Linked DNA regions of Mus musculus: region 2 is linked to region 1. A link is a contact called in public HiCAR-type data. All regions are on one chromosome and are shown on one strand. Each heading gives the region's core, a stretch centred on a gene start, on an enhancer-like site or on the middle of the called end of the contact. The rest is flanking DNA. Distances are from core to core; before and after follow the strand shown. Region 1 has its middle 20 kb from the start of Mdm1. Region 2 has its middle 26 kb from the start of Gm33624.

Region 1 (7,236 bases), core at 2,406-4,905:
CTATCCCTGTTTCATTGCGTCAGGTGGGGAATCCTCCAGGCAAGGTCTGAGTTCCCAGTTGTTCCAGACAACGGCTGTGGCAGGAACGACTCAAGTTCTAGACACACCTGGGCGAATCCCAGGCCAGCCTCATCAACCTAACTGGCCATTGCCGTAGACTAAAAAGTAAAATATCTTTAAAAGCTTTGGGATGGGCTGGAGAGATGGCTCAGCAGTTAAGAGCACTGACTGCTCTTCCAGAAGTCCTGAGTTCAATTCCCAGCAACCACGTGGTGGCTCACAACCATCTGTAATGGGATCTGACGCCCTCTTCTGGTGTGTCTGAAGGCAGCTACAGTGTAATCACATACATAAAATAAATAAATCTTTTTTTTAAAAAGGGGGTTTGGGGTATAGGTTAGTGTTATTGTGCTTGCTAAGTGTGTGTGAGACTCTGTGTTTTATCCCCAATAGTAATAATAAAATAATTAATAATAATAATACCCAACTCCCCCTTTCCCACCCTGTTATCCTCTGCCCCAATACCATTCTCACTTTCTGACCTACCTGTTTCTTACATGTTGAAATCCGAATCAACATCTTCATTCTTCCTCCTATCTCAGTCTACCTGGTTTTCAGTTCGTGTCAACTTCCATTGTCGCCTAAGGTGCAAAAACCCACTTGACCTCATTCTTTCCACAACATTACCCAACCTCTGCCCTGCTTACACGTCGTAGCTGCTCAGAGTCCCTCTGTGGAGGTGCTATTGTGCATATCATAGGCTCCTGGAAGCTTGGGAAGCGGTCTACACTTCATAGCCTCTCTTCAACCCCCACTGTAGCGCACCTGGAAAAGTCACGAATATTAGGAAAGAGGGTCCCGAGAGGTGGCTCCGTGACTAAGAGCACTGACTGCTCTTTGAAAGGGTGCAGATCCAATTCTCAGTGCCCATATGATGGTTCACAACTGTCTATAACTCCAGTTCCAGGGAGTCTTCACCCTTTCTGGCTTCCTTGGGCACCAAGCACCTATGTGGTATAGACATACATGCAGATAAAACACCCAAACACATAAGATAATAATAAAATTTTTAATTAAAAAGATTGGGAATAAACTCAGCATACTTTGATGGTAATAATGATAATATTTCTTAAAGAAGTCTTTTTTTTTTAAGATTTATTTTATATATGTGAGTACACTGTCGCTGTCTTCAGACACACCAGAAGAAGCCATTCGATCTCATGGCAGATGGTTGTGAGCGTTGCTGGGAATTGAACTCAGGATGTCTGGAAGAGAAATCGGTACTTTCAACCACTGAGCCATCTCTCCAGCTCAATAATGATAATATTACAGCACAGCACCTACTGAAATCTGTTGCAAAGAATTTTATATCTATTAATTTGCTTTGTTCTCACAATAATTCCAGGAAGTAGAAACACTACTATCTGCATTTTACAGCTGAGAAAACTGAGGCCTGGAGAGGTCACATCAGCTGCCCGTGATTAACCACCAACCATAAGTGATCCTCACAGACTGAGACATGGGGCGGAGCGGGGGCCGGGAGGGAGGGGTGTAGCCAGATAGAGTCCAGAAAGGCTAAAGCATGAAAAAAAAAAAAAAATCCAAGGACTCCTGCTCTCCCAGCAGCGTAAAGTAGCTGTGTTTCCGTATTGTAAACTGAAAGGAATAAGGAGAATATCAAGGCTTGAATATACTTGGCCCAGGGAGTGGCACTATTAGGAGGTTTGGCCTTTTTGGAGTAGATGTGTCAAAGTCACTGAGGGGTTTTAAGACCCTCATCCTAGCTGCCTGGAAGTCAGTCTTCCACTAGCAGCCTTCAGACGAAGATGTAGAACTTCACCATGCCTGCCTGGATGCTGCCATGCTCCCACTTTGATAATAGGATTGAACCTCTGAACCTATAAGCTGCCCCAATTAAATGTTGTCCTTATAAGAGTTGCCTTGGTCACAGCAGAGAAACCCTAAGACAGAGATTGCATTAAGATGCAATTTGTCCTTCCTGTATATCTCCGATGCTAAACAAATCACCCACACACACCCTTGTCCCCAGCTTGTAAATGAAGTCATTGGGATTACTCTGAGCCAGCCAGGCTGCGATGAGATTAGTAACCCTTCGAATTGGCAACCATCCTGCCCGAGAAGGCACGCGTGAGATGTGTCTCACTCTGCAGTGTTCATATCCTCATTGCTTCATTGCTCATCAGGAACAGTTTGGAATATGTACAAATCAGTCTCCATGGTAACCAATGTCCTTATTGAGTCAGATGTCACCCCCCCCACCACCAAGTGGCAGCCCGTCCACACCTACCTGAACCCCGAGTCCTCACTCATCGGTAGCAAATGTGGGGATCTAACTCCTGCATTGCTGCCTGAGCTGCCCATTTTGGAACCCAAGGTTACAGCCCAAAGGCTGGACTCCTCACACTCGTCACCTCCTGCCTGTGAAACAGAGACTATAGGCCCTGTCAGTGAGTCACACAGCTCTGTCATTTTCCTGTCACCCAAGTAGGAATTAGTATCTCCTGACTTTTGCTAGGCAAGATGGGAAAGCAGAGACTCCCTATCTTAGAAAACCGTGCCCAGGGGAAGACCAGCCCTCTGGGAGTCTGCCTTGCTTGCTTCTTGCTTCATGGAGGCCTGGAAACCCTAGTTTCAAAGTCTTGAACAATGGTTATCTTTGCTAACTGTAGGGATTCTCTTAAAATGAAGGGAGAAATTAAGAAACATTGTTACTTTAAAAATATTATTCCTGAGTCATCGGTATTTGAATGTTTTTGTAGGTTCGGATAGATTCCATATGGGTGGAAGGCTGGAGACTTGATTTTGAAAGGCAAACAGGATGCTTTAAACAGGAGGCAACTATGTATCATGCTACAACATCTCCCTGTGAAGGGATGTTGGAGCTGACTCGCACATTCTAGACCGGCCTCTAGCATTTATACTGCCTCAACAGACCCTACAGTCTCCATCGCCCCAGAAGAGACTCAAAACGGCACACACACTCTGCAGGCAGATGTCAGGGTAAGCCCAACAGCCACAGGAAACAGACGCGCATTACAAAAGAGGCTCCCCAGAGACAGGTGTGCGCTAGTGTAACCATGGTTTTTAATCTCTGCAAATGCACTCTCTGTACCTGCGCGCAGCTTGTACAGTACGTTCAAAAGAAACGCGCTAATAGCCAACAGATGGTCCCTCTCTGGCGCTTTCTTATCACGTAGCTTTGACTTTGCAGCTTTCCAGAATAGAGTGAAGCTGATGTGTCAGCTTGATTTATACATCCCATAATGAACCTCATCAAATACCGCTACCAATCATTTACGTCATACTCTAAACCTGGACTGGCTAGCTCTCCAGAACAGAGTGTACCTGATGTTTAAGCCTAGGAACTTGATACACGCAGCATCATGAACCTTGTGAAATATTACTATCAATCATTTACGTCGTAATGGACACCCGGACTGGCCATGGTACAGGGATGGCGTGTTTGTTTGTTTAACACTCTGAAAGCTTCGCGTATTTCTTTTCTCTCAGTCCTGGGGATTAGCAACACAGCAACCATTTCCTTTCGATGGCTGCCGTCAAGATAACCATCCCTGCCTGATTTCTTTGGAACGGCTTTCCCACGCTGAGGCGGAATCCTATCTTTTATTTATCTTAGAGAAATCGGAAAGACGCTGTCTACCTCTGGTCTGACACTGGTGTGGTCTCTGTCATAAAAACCAATAGTCAAGTTCAACCCAGGGACCAGGAATTGTTAAAGGTAATCATTGCCGTCCTCCTGGGTCTTTGACTGTCCAAGTGTTTGCTCCACAAGACAGGCAGGAACCAAGATGTAATCAAGACTCTGGCTGGTCCCAGAGGACCGAACTGCGTGTGAGTCATCTTCCTTTGTTACACAACCAACACAGACACAAAGGGACCCAGCAACATTTCGTCTCCTGAAGTGTAGCCTTTCATTAAATTACCGTACGGCACAACTGTGTTTCTACTCTCGGATTTTACAGAGCGGGCGTAGCTCAGGGGGATTGAACAAGTCTCAGAAAGCAACCAACATACAGAGCTGCCCCCATGTAGAGCTCAGAACCTCTTAAGGAAGTGAAGTGGGCAGAATTATCCTCATGAGGGACCTGCCTGGGAAACTGGAGCTGATGGAACCCAAACAGCACCGTGGTTCCAAGTAATGACACCACCTTTTGTTCTCGGGCTCTTTTTCCTACCTAAATCCTGTCACCTGCTTCTTCCCTAGGGAGTGAGCTAATCGGTGGCTGTTACCTCTCTCAATGGGTCCATCTGGTTCACTGAAATCTATCTCACCTGGAATAGCAAAACAAAAGATGGTAAGACAAGCATGAGTCAGTCTCATTTCTATGTCTATCACCCTCGATTTATGAAAGAATCCATTAGCTTCCCATTCACGGAAGGTGTCAACTATAAGGCAACAGGGCTTCCAGAACATTCTAATAAGACCTAAATTGAGCTGGTATTTATCCAGCTCATTTCAGGTTAAACATATAAGGTCCTAGTCTTCCTCCCTCTCCCCCACCCCCATGTGTGTGTGTGTGTGTGTGTGTGTCTGTCTGTCTGTCTGTCTGCCTCTGTCTCTGTGTGTCTCTGTCTCTCTGTGTGTGTCTCTGTGTCTCTGTCTCTTTCTGTGTCTCTCTGTGTGTGTCTGTCTGTCTATCTCTCTGTTTCTGTCTCTCTCTGTCTCTCTCTGTCTCTGTCTCTCTCTCTCTCTCAAGATCTCAATTAGCTGAGAATGACAGAGGGTAATATTGAGCATAATGATTCTCCAGCCTCTATCTCCAGAGCGTTGGGATTACTGGTGTGCACCACCATGCCCTAGTTATTGTTTTTATTTTTTTGATTTGAGACAGGCCCCACACTTTGTAGCCCAAGCTAGCCCAGAACTCTGGGTGACCCTTCAGAGTGCTAGAATTATAAGTGTGCGCTACTACACTTCACTAAGCATAACTCTTTCATTGGTAAAGCCCTTCAGGGAGGTAGTGTTAGAAGCTGTCCCAAAGCCCACCATGAAGAGGGGTGGGTGATGGGAGCCCAGTGTGAGATCACAGAAGTAGGACTTCCAGGTTCAACGCTGGCACCAGGTGCTTGGAACAGGAACGGAGAGCATCGACCCCAGTAACTCAGCATTTAGGCGGGCAGGTGTAGACAAGTGAAAAATCCTAAGTAGCTTATAAAAATCCCCTCTTCCACCACTACCCTCAAAACCAAAATGCTTGGTCTTCCTCTCTTAAGTATCCTCCTTTCTTATGCTTCATAACCTGAAGGGAGTAGAAATCATTTAGCCACATGGGAAGCAATAATGCATCACCATAATGAAGTAGGGGTGGAGAGAGCTTCCCTTTTTCTCATAGATTCCTGCTGAGTCTTTCAAGGGGCAAGAGGGTTGTGGCATTCTCTCAGATCTTTAGCTGGGAGTCAGATCAGTGGTGTTCTGCCTCCACTGATCTGTAGTTGAAACAGTGTTTGCTGAGCTGTGGGCTTTAGCAGTGAAGAACCATATGACAGAGCCATGGGCCTGACCCGGAATCCTGGTTGTGCTATGCTACCCGTATGATCACTGGTCTCCACCAGCCCCTGTCTTCTCATCTGTAGTATGGGCATAAAAACAGTACACACGGGCTGGGAGGATGCTCAGTCAGTAAGGTGACTGTCACACAAGCATGGGGGCTTGAGCTCAAGTCCCTAGAACCTGTGTGAAAGCCAAGTTTTGTGTTCTGTTATCTACAACCCCAACAATACCAGCTAAGGGGAGCAGAAACAGGCAGGCCCCTAAAACTCGTTGGCCAGTCAGCCTAAACAAATTGATAGGTTCCAAATTCAATGAGAGACTCAGATTCAAAACAGTAAGGTAGACAGTGACTGAGGAAGACACATGAAGGTGACTTCCGCATCCTGAAGTCTGCACATGCACTCACGTTAATACACACACCCCACACAAAATTAATTATAACAGAACCAATTGTACTTTGATTATCGAGAAAGGCACCTAATGTCATCCTCTGGTCTACCCAGAAATGTGCACGCACACACACATACACACACACACACACACACAAACTCTCGCACGCGCACACACACATGCACAGAGAGAGAGAGACAGAGAGAACCTACCTTGTGAGATAAGTCCAAGAATTCATTTAACTACTGTAAGTAAATTATCATTACTATTTTTATTATTATATTCTACAGAACATTATTAGGTTCAAAAGATGTTTCCAAGGAAACCAAAGACTACGATTAAGTAAGACTAAAAATACTTCACACAGGCTGGAGAGATGGCTCAGAGGTTAAGAGCACTAACTGCTCTTCCAGAGGTCCTGAGTTCAGTTCCCAGCCACCACATGGTGGCTCACAACCATCTGTAATAGAATCTGACACCCTCTTCTGGTGTGTACTCATATGCATAAAATAAATAAATTTTTTTTAAATTAACTCTTTAAAAAGAAAAAGAGCCAGGCGTGGCGGCGCACACCTTTAATCCCAGCACTCGGGAGGCAGAGGCAGGTGGATTTCTGAGTTCAAGGCCAGCCTGGTCTACATAGTGAGTTCCAGGACAGTCAGGGCTATACAGAGAAACCCTGTCTCGAAAAACCAAAAAAAAAAGAAAGAAAAGAAAAGAAAACAAGAAAAGAAAGGGAAGGAAAGAAAAGAAAAGAGAAAAGAAAAGAAAAGGAAAGGAAAGAAAAGAAAAGAAAAGAAAAGACAAGACAAGACAAGACAAGACAAGACAAGACCTCACACTGATATGGTTTTCAAACCCAGGAAGCTAGCAGTTATCTACACCATGGAACACAGAACACAGCAGGACCCGACCTTTTTTTCCCAGGGATCTTTCCTTACCCTGATAACCTTGTCCCCTTGGTGTGTTGTAGACCATCCTTCTGCACTGACTTCAAATATGGCCTCATCTATGTTAAACTGTCTTTTTCCTAAGTTCTACCAAGCATTTGACTACTGTTTGCAAGAAATGTCTCACCAATAGGAGAATTCTGCCAATTTCTGAGTATATCTATCCCAATTATATATTCTGGAACTGGCAAGCTGACCACAGGATGTGTTCAAGGACCTACTGGACCTACTGTGAGTCGGGCATCAGTCAAAACTCCATTAATTACCTGTCCTCCATAAGCCCCAACTTCAACTGGAGGGCCATAGTGTTTCTTGGGATGTCCTGGGATCAGTGTCAATTCAGTACCAGTATGCAATAGACCC
Region 2 (7,236 bases), core at 2,036-4,535, 860 kb before region 1:
TGTTTCTGTTCATTGTCTTATAACCCTAGGGCCTCCAAAAGACGCTTTATGGGGCTTGATACTGTATCTCCCGAAAGAATGCACGTCCTAGTTCAGAGATGCCCACAGCACAGAGAGTCTTGGTTACTTTCCAAAGTTATCATGTTTTCTTTTGGCACAAGCTCATGCCCAGAAACCTGGATAAGCTTTTACACTGGAATAGCCCGGAGCTGGCAAAACTCCCTGACTTGGAAGGGAGCTGACCACAGCAAATTAAAAGGAAGCCTTATTTTTTTTCCCCCCTTAAGCCCAGAAGCTAAGTTTCAACTAGCCCACAGCATCACCTATAAAAGATCTGCTTAACATAGCGAGAGGCATATAAAATTTGGATTCAGATCTTCTGGATTTGAATAACCGCCAAATAAGCCCAACACATGGGAAGTCCACTCAATCCAACGCCTTAGTGTGGCAGCCACAGGTACTCCTCATATCTCTCACTGTAGGGGCATCACCTGCTTCCTTCTCTACCTTTATGCGTTCCCCTCCTGCATCCACCCAGTCATGCTGCCTGAAGGTTGGACTTTACTAACAGTGTGGCCTATAGGACGTGTGGGCAAGCCCATTCCCCATCCACTTGAGATTTCTCCAGTGGACCACTGTGCCTTTTGGGTACTGTGGTGGTTTGTCTATGCTTGGACCAGAGAGTGGCACTATTAGGAAGTGTGGCTTTGTTGGAGTAGGTGTGACACTGTGAGTGTAGGCTTAAGACCCTCGCCCTACTGCCTGGAAGTCAGTCTTCCACTAGCAGCCTTCAGATGAAGATGGAGAACTCTCAGCTCCTCCTGCACCATGCCTGCCTGGATGCTGCCATGTTCCCACCTTGATGATAATGGACTGAACTTCTGAACCTGTAAGGCCCGCTCCAAATAAACGTTGTCCTTTATAAGACTTGCATTGGTCACGGTGTCTGTTCACAGCAGTAAAACCCTAACTGAGACAGAGGTCCCCCTAAGGCCAGCTAGGCTTCTGTGGCACTTGCTCTCCCTTCTCCTCATTGCAGGGGTTACACTGCACTGATTCTGCCCAGTTTGCTTCCTCCTGTTCTTGTCCTGAGCAAATCGGTCTCACAGTTCATCATCTTGCCATCTGCTGCTTGACCCCGACCAACACACCGACACTTGGTTTTCTTGTTAGCACAACACAGTTCACAGTCCTGGTGACTTTTATCAAGGCCTTTCATTTATTCATACCCCAAGCCACCACAAAATTGTGCTATTAGGAGCCTGGAGAGATGGCTCTGTGGTTAAGAGCACTGGCTCTTCTTTCAGAGGATCCAAGTTTGATTTCTAGCTCAGAGCTGTCTGTAATTCCAGTCCCAGGGGATCTAATGCTGTCTTCCGGCTTGTGAGGACAATCCACACACAGGGTACATGTACACGCAGACAAAACACCCATACATATAAAATAAACAGAATTTTTAAAAAAATTATAGAAAAATTATATAATTATATTATTACGGTTAGAAAATGAAGTCAAATTTCAGGATATCATACCCGGCAAACCACCTGATGGGTCAGAACATCTGCATTCATGTTTTCTATTTTGGGCATGTTCCAGGATGACAAAAACCTCTATGTTGGAGCACTGTGCCACTCTGGAAAAGACCGAAAGTAGGTTTATAGGACCTGAGAGCCAAAGGCATTTACCTTTTCCTTTGGATTTATTTGATATTCTAGGGGAAAGGATCAGAACGTCTTAGAACCTTTGATACTCATTTTCATGGTTCAGTACTGTGCATTTTCCAGTTAGCCGTGTAGAAAAAAGCTCCACATCTTTTTAGTGCCCGGAGATATTGATAGTTTCCCGGACTTTCTCCCTCCCTTATGGACCCTGTGCTGTTCTGGTTAGAGGATGCGATCTTCCCCTGGGCTGACTGGACTTATTACAGCTGTCTACTCACTGGAAAGCACTCTGGGTAGACCAGGCAGCAAAGTACCGCCATGATTACAGAGATGATTGGACAGTTGGTGAGAGCCGCAGCTCTGTTAGCCACATGCAGGAGCAGAGTCTGGGATCCTTCATTTATCCTCAGGGATCTGGAGATCCAAAAGTCCTCAGCGGTAGGGTGGGCGGGGCTTCTGCACGGCTCTAGTGAGTCCTCCTCCCACCCAAGGGGAGACCAAATCCTTATCCAATCTGTGCTCGGCTTGGACACAGCCTTTCTCAGAGAAGCAGGACCCGTTTTCCCAGTCTAGAGTGGTTTAGTCCCTCAGACCTGAATGGAAGCAGTTTTCAGCCACAAGGACAGCGCCATGAGGTCTTCTTGATACACGCAGAACTCTAAAATACTCCGTATGATGCTCCTGTGAGACTTTCATTGAATCTTAGTGGAATTAGAACCACTCTCGTGAAGAATAACTTTAAAAAGCCAAACAAGGAAGTGGTAAACAAGAAAGAAAATAAAGATTGGCAGAAAAGCAAAAAAAATTTTTTTTCATTACTCCTTTGAAAATTAACCATAATGATTTCTGAATCATTACCAGCCACACAAACGGGATTCTATACTAAGAGGAAATGGGACCTTTTGTTTTTGTTTTTATTTTTATTTTTGTTTGTTTATTTATTTTTATTTTTTTTACAGAAAAGGAAAAGGCCCCAATAGCGAGGGATTAGGGCACAGACAAATAATAGCACCAAGCTTTTCAGGAAAGGGGCTGCCTGCAGCTTTGTGGGAACTCTACCAGTAACAGGGTGGTTATTGAGATGTCATAGAGCAGATTGAGAAGTAGATGCAGAGGCAGGGGGAGGAGAAAGAACAGGGGCGACATTTTTCAGTGGCTTATTCACTTCTCTGCTGGCTGACAGTCAGTGCTGGTGACAGTCCCACCTCACCCTGGCTCAGAAGAGAACAATCTGACTGAATAAAACAAAAAGAAGCCACACTAGCATCATACCCTGCCTGGGTAGACTAGAGGAGGGAACTCTGCAATTCTCTGGTGCTCAGAGCGTCTACAGGTATTGGTGGGTTTGTTGTACAGCACAGATTTTTGCTTGCAATGCAAAATTGGAATCCTTTAAGTACTTTCAATTAGCTGCACAGGCCCCAGAACAAGATTGAATAATGGGTGTGTGTGTGGGGGGTCTTGGAACATTGTGGAAATCTCAACTAGACCTGTTTGAGTTCTGGCTGAACTGTTTCTGAGAGCAATCTGTCATCTGGGGACAAGTTTCGTCATCTAAGGAGAGTGAGTCCATCCGACAATGACAGACTCATTCATGTAGCCCATGGGCAATAAGGAAGTGTCCCCCGAGGAAGGGTGTGCAGGCCTTCAATCATTACGTAACCACTGCAAGTCTCTGTTTCCTCATCTGGGAAACAAGAGTGAGTGACGTAATTTGTGGATGTCATCTGGGATCAAGTTAGAAGTTATTCATCTACTGAACAAAGGTTTTTTTTAAAGTGTAAATTGTGTGCTTAGGGATCTTATTAATGAACAAAATTTCCAAGGTCTGAGTCTTCACTGACCTACATTCTTGTGTAGAGAAATGGACAATACATGTAGTAGTATATGTATCAGAGGGTATCTGATGAAAAGCTGGGTAGATAGGAGACAAAGGGAGAAGTAAATCATGTAATATTGTGTAATGGTAAAATATCTCGCTAAGACAACATCTGAGCAAGACCAGAAAGAGGACACATGAATGGTGTGGACCTCTGGGGGCTAAGCCTTCCAGATAGAAGGAGCAGCAAGATCCTCGAGTGCATACAGCACCACCGTCTGGCTCATGAGCTGGCTTAGTATTACAGGAGTGCTAAAACTGCAGTGTGGACAAATAGACCCAAAGTAGGGATGAGCGGAAGGAAGGTTAGCAGGTAGAAGGCTATTGTAACAATCAAGGAGCAAGATAAGCGCCCTTTCAACAGGACGGCAAAAACGGCAGTGGTGAGCAGCGATTGAGATTTACAGCCCAATGGAATTGTTCATGGATTGTTTTTGGGATTGTTGAAAAGTCCCAAAGGATTGCTCTGCCCTGGGAGGAGAAATAAGGAGTTATGGGACAAGGTGATGGAGACCGTGGGACGTGAGGACTTCCTTCTTGCAAGTGTTCAACCAGACTTAAGGTAATCTAAGCAGAGATGTGTCTGAGAATGTAGGCAGCAATAGGACAATGTATACATGAAAATGTACATAATTCATATATAGAGAAGGAGAAGGAGATGAGAGGAAAGGAGGAGGGAGAGGGAGAAGAAAGGAGCATTCTTTAAAGAGTCTTACAATTTGACATCTGGAGAAAGTATTTTAAGGAGTTCTGAGGTTTGCCATCTGTGTGGGGTAACAGGGGGGCACCTCTAACTGGGGGACACCTCTGTCACCTATAACTTTTCTTTGTGTGTTTTGAAATGTTCACTCCTGTTGTGAATACCTTTGCTTGCGTACCCCAGTGGCCTCCTATGCTTGGCTCTGACAGCATTCCCAGGAACCTTGGAGAGGGGATGAGGCTGGGGTCAGTTGTACTCTGGTCAGCATCCTTCAGTATTCTAAAACAGCTTTTCGAGACATAATCAGAACACCGTGCAATGCATCCATTTAAGGTGTGTAACTGGGTGAGTTGTACACGCTCGAAGCATATGCAAACACCACCACAGTTAATTCTAGCACATTAGCGCCACACCCAAAAGGAAAGGAATATACTTTAGCTGCCTCTCCCGTCTCCCCAACCTGCCTGGGTCTGAGGTTTGAGGCAGCGATTTCATGCCCTGCCTGACAGATTTTCCTGTTGTGACCATCTCATATAAATGGAACCAGATGACACGAACAGTCCTAGTACAACTTCCTTCTTTTGACACCATTTTCAATTTTACCTATCCCGTAGCACCGACAGTTCCTCAGTCATCCTCATAACCAAGTAATGCCGTGTTGTGTGCTCACGCCATGTTTTTCTGGTCTTCACATCACTTGATGCTCCTCAGGTTCCTCCGCCTCTGGCTTTCTAGACGAGGCCTTTATAAATGTGTGGATACGATTTTTGGTTCAGCACACACATATGGTAAAGTATGAAAGCAGTGGCCTGTGTTATGAATGAGGGCCGGTCTTTGCTTGCTTTATTCTCTTTACTTCTGAGCCCACCAACCTTTTGCTCTCTGCTGAGACCAGTCTCAAGGACCCATGTGCTTTAACCATTCCTGATATTCAGCCTGAGTTTCACCCCCACGTGGAGCCCCAACACCACAGAAATGTTTCCTTCTCCCCAGAGGCTTGGGAGAACTTCTATTGCTTCGAAGAGCACAGAGCTAGTCTTTCTCCTACCCCTAGTGGAGACTTGGCTACCTGCCTGTCGCAGCAGGAGTGCTCGTCTCTCTTCAGCGCATGCGCAAGGGTCTCCTGCTTGCGCAGCCCCAGGTGTGACCCAAAGCCAGCGCAGAAGGAGCCCAGCTGTGTCTCAGCTTTCCAGGCCCCAGGGAGGGGTCACGGCTTCCGACTTCCGACTTTGGCAGCTGAGCCTTGTTGAAGGTCTGCTTCTTTGCTGTAGCCTCTTCCCAAGCCAGCTGTCATGGTCCTGAGGTCAGGAAGAAGCGACCTCTCATTGTGCTGCGAGAGGTGGCCCCTTGCTGAAGAAGGCTGTTCTGGTCTCCAGCATGGTCCCCTGTGACTTAGTACTTAGTGGGACTGAGGCTGCAGTTCTTGGCTTTTGCTGGGTCTTTTCTGTCTTAGAGCCTTCACACACAGGGGACATTCAGAACACGGGACATTCAGAACACTGGGGACATTCAGAACACATCAGAGGAGTTGAGAAGGTGGGGCAAAGGAGCAGCTTCCATTCTCATCTGCAAAATGGGGACAGTGACAGTCTCAACTGAGATGAGATGAGAACTGGAAACAGGACATGAAATAAATAATCCTTGTCACATAAGCTTTCAGTATAATTTCTTTCTTTCTTTCTTCTTCTTCTTCTTCTTCTTCTTCTTCTTCTTCTTCTTCTTCTTCTTCTTCTTCTTCTTCTTCTTCTTCTTTTCCTTCTCCTTCTCCTTCTTCTTCTTTTCTCCTTCCTTCCTTCCTTCCTTCCTTCCTTCCTTCCTTCCTTCCTTCCTTCCTTCCTTCCTTCCTTTCTTTCTTTCTTTCTTTCTTTCTTTCTTTCTTTCTTTCTTTCTTTCTTTTTCTGAGCTCAGTTTGGTAGGATCATCACAAAACAAGCCCGGGTAATAACAGGACTCCAGAGAGTAAGTTCTGACCTCCAGAGTCCTGACCCCAAATCTTTCCAGCTTCTGACACAAGCAAGATGTTGAACCTTTCTGTCTCCAGGTTTTCCTCTGAGCCCTCTCCTGGGAAGCTGTAAGAGCTGAGATAACACAGTTCAGGGCTAAGGGCAACACTTGGCAATAAGGAAGTAGCAGCCACTAGTTGAGGAGCTGTAGAAGGACCGAGAAGGGAGGTGCATGGGCTAGATCCCCGTCAAGAAAGCTTCCTGAGGGAGCAGCCATCCAAGCAAGGCAAGCACACGTGCGCCAGACAGCACCAGGTGCACAGGCTGTGGATGCCTGTGAGACAGAACAGCAAAGACAACGCCCAAGGCAGTAAAAGCCCTTCGAACCGGAAATGCCTAAAGGGGGCTCAGACAGTGAATGTGGAGAGTTTTCTGGGTCCCACCACAGCCAGCAAAGAAGCTGCAACTCTTGATAACTTGGCTGGTTCTACATCAGTGAATCTGAAGGTCGCGCTCTTAGCAGCCTTCATAGTAGGAAACTCAGACCCCATGCACGCTGTGTGCTGTCCTCTGATGCTAATGCGTCCCACCAATTCCGAGGCGTACAGTTGTATCTTTCCTCTAGTCTTTGGGTCAGAGTGCACCTCCCAATTCCAGCCCACCTTGCTGAAGGTCAGGTATCCGAGGCTCCAGGGCCTAACACTTATAGCTTTGGATTCTCAGGTTAAGGATTTGAATAAGACAGAATTTGCAAATTCTTAGGAGGATGCTGTGTGAGCAGCTTGTAGCTCAAGTTCCCTGGGGCTGTGCGATCTCTGCCTGACTGTGCTCACTTCTCATTTCTGCCTGCCCTGAACTGCAAATGCATCATAATCTAACTCCGTGTAGGTGCTTTCTATAAGAGTTCACTGGAGGACATTCAAAGTCTCCTAATGCTAACACCGAGCTTTCCAGTCAGGAACACCTCAAATGTTACAGAAAACAAAATTTGATTCCATCTGTGGATGATCTGTTTAATATCTTCTCATTTCTAAGAAGAAAAAAACCAACCAA

The links. HiCAR-type assays count read pairs that join an accessible place to other places.
Region 2: a contact with region 1 is called in a HiCAR-type map of fibro-adipogenic progenitors, with 2.9 times the contacts expected there. The contact joins two enhancer-like sites.

What each region holds. Positions count from the first base shown.
Region 1 is chr10:118,117,915-118,125,150 of GRCm38.p6, reverse strand. No RefSeq gene overlaps it. Among named protein-coding and RNA genes, the nearest start is that of Mdm1, 20 kb to the left of the region's middle. Within about 2 kb of position 3,655, at least 117 of the 459 cell types and tissues checked have an H3K27ac peak or open chromatin away from gene starts, as enhancers often do. A contact at or near this core is called in fibro-adipogenic progenitors, where this site is marked.
Region 2 is chr10:118,977,685-118,984,920 of GRCm38.p6, reverse strand. No RefSeq gene overlaps it. Among named protein-coding and RNA genes, the nearest start is that of Gm33624, 26 kb to the left of the region's middle. Within about 2 kb of position 3,285, at least 22 of the 459 cell types and tissues checked have an H3K27ac peak or open chromatin away from gene starts, as enhancers often do. A contact at or near this core is called in fibro-adipogenic progenitors, where this site is marked.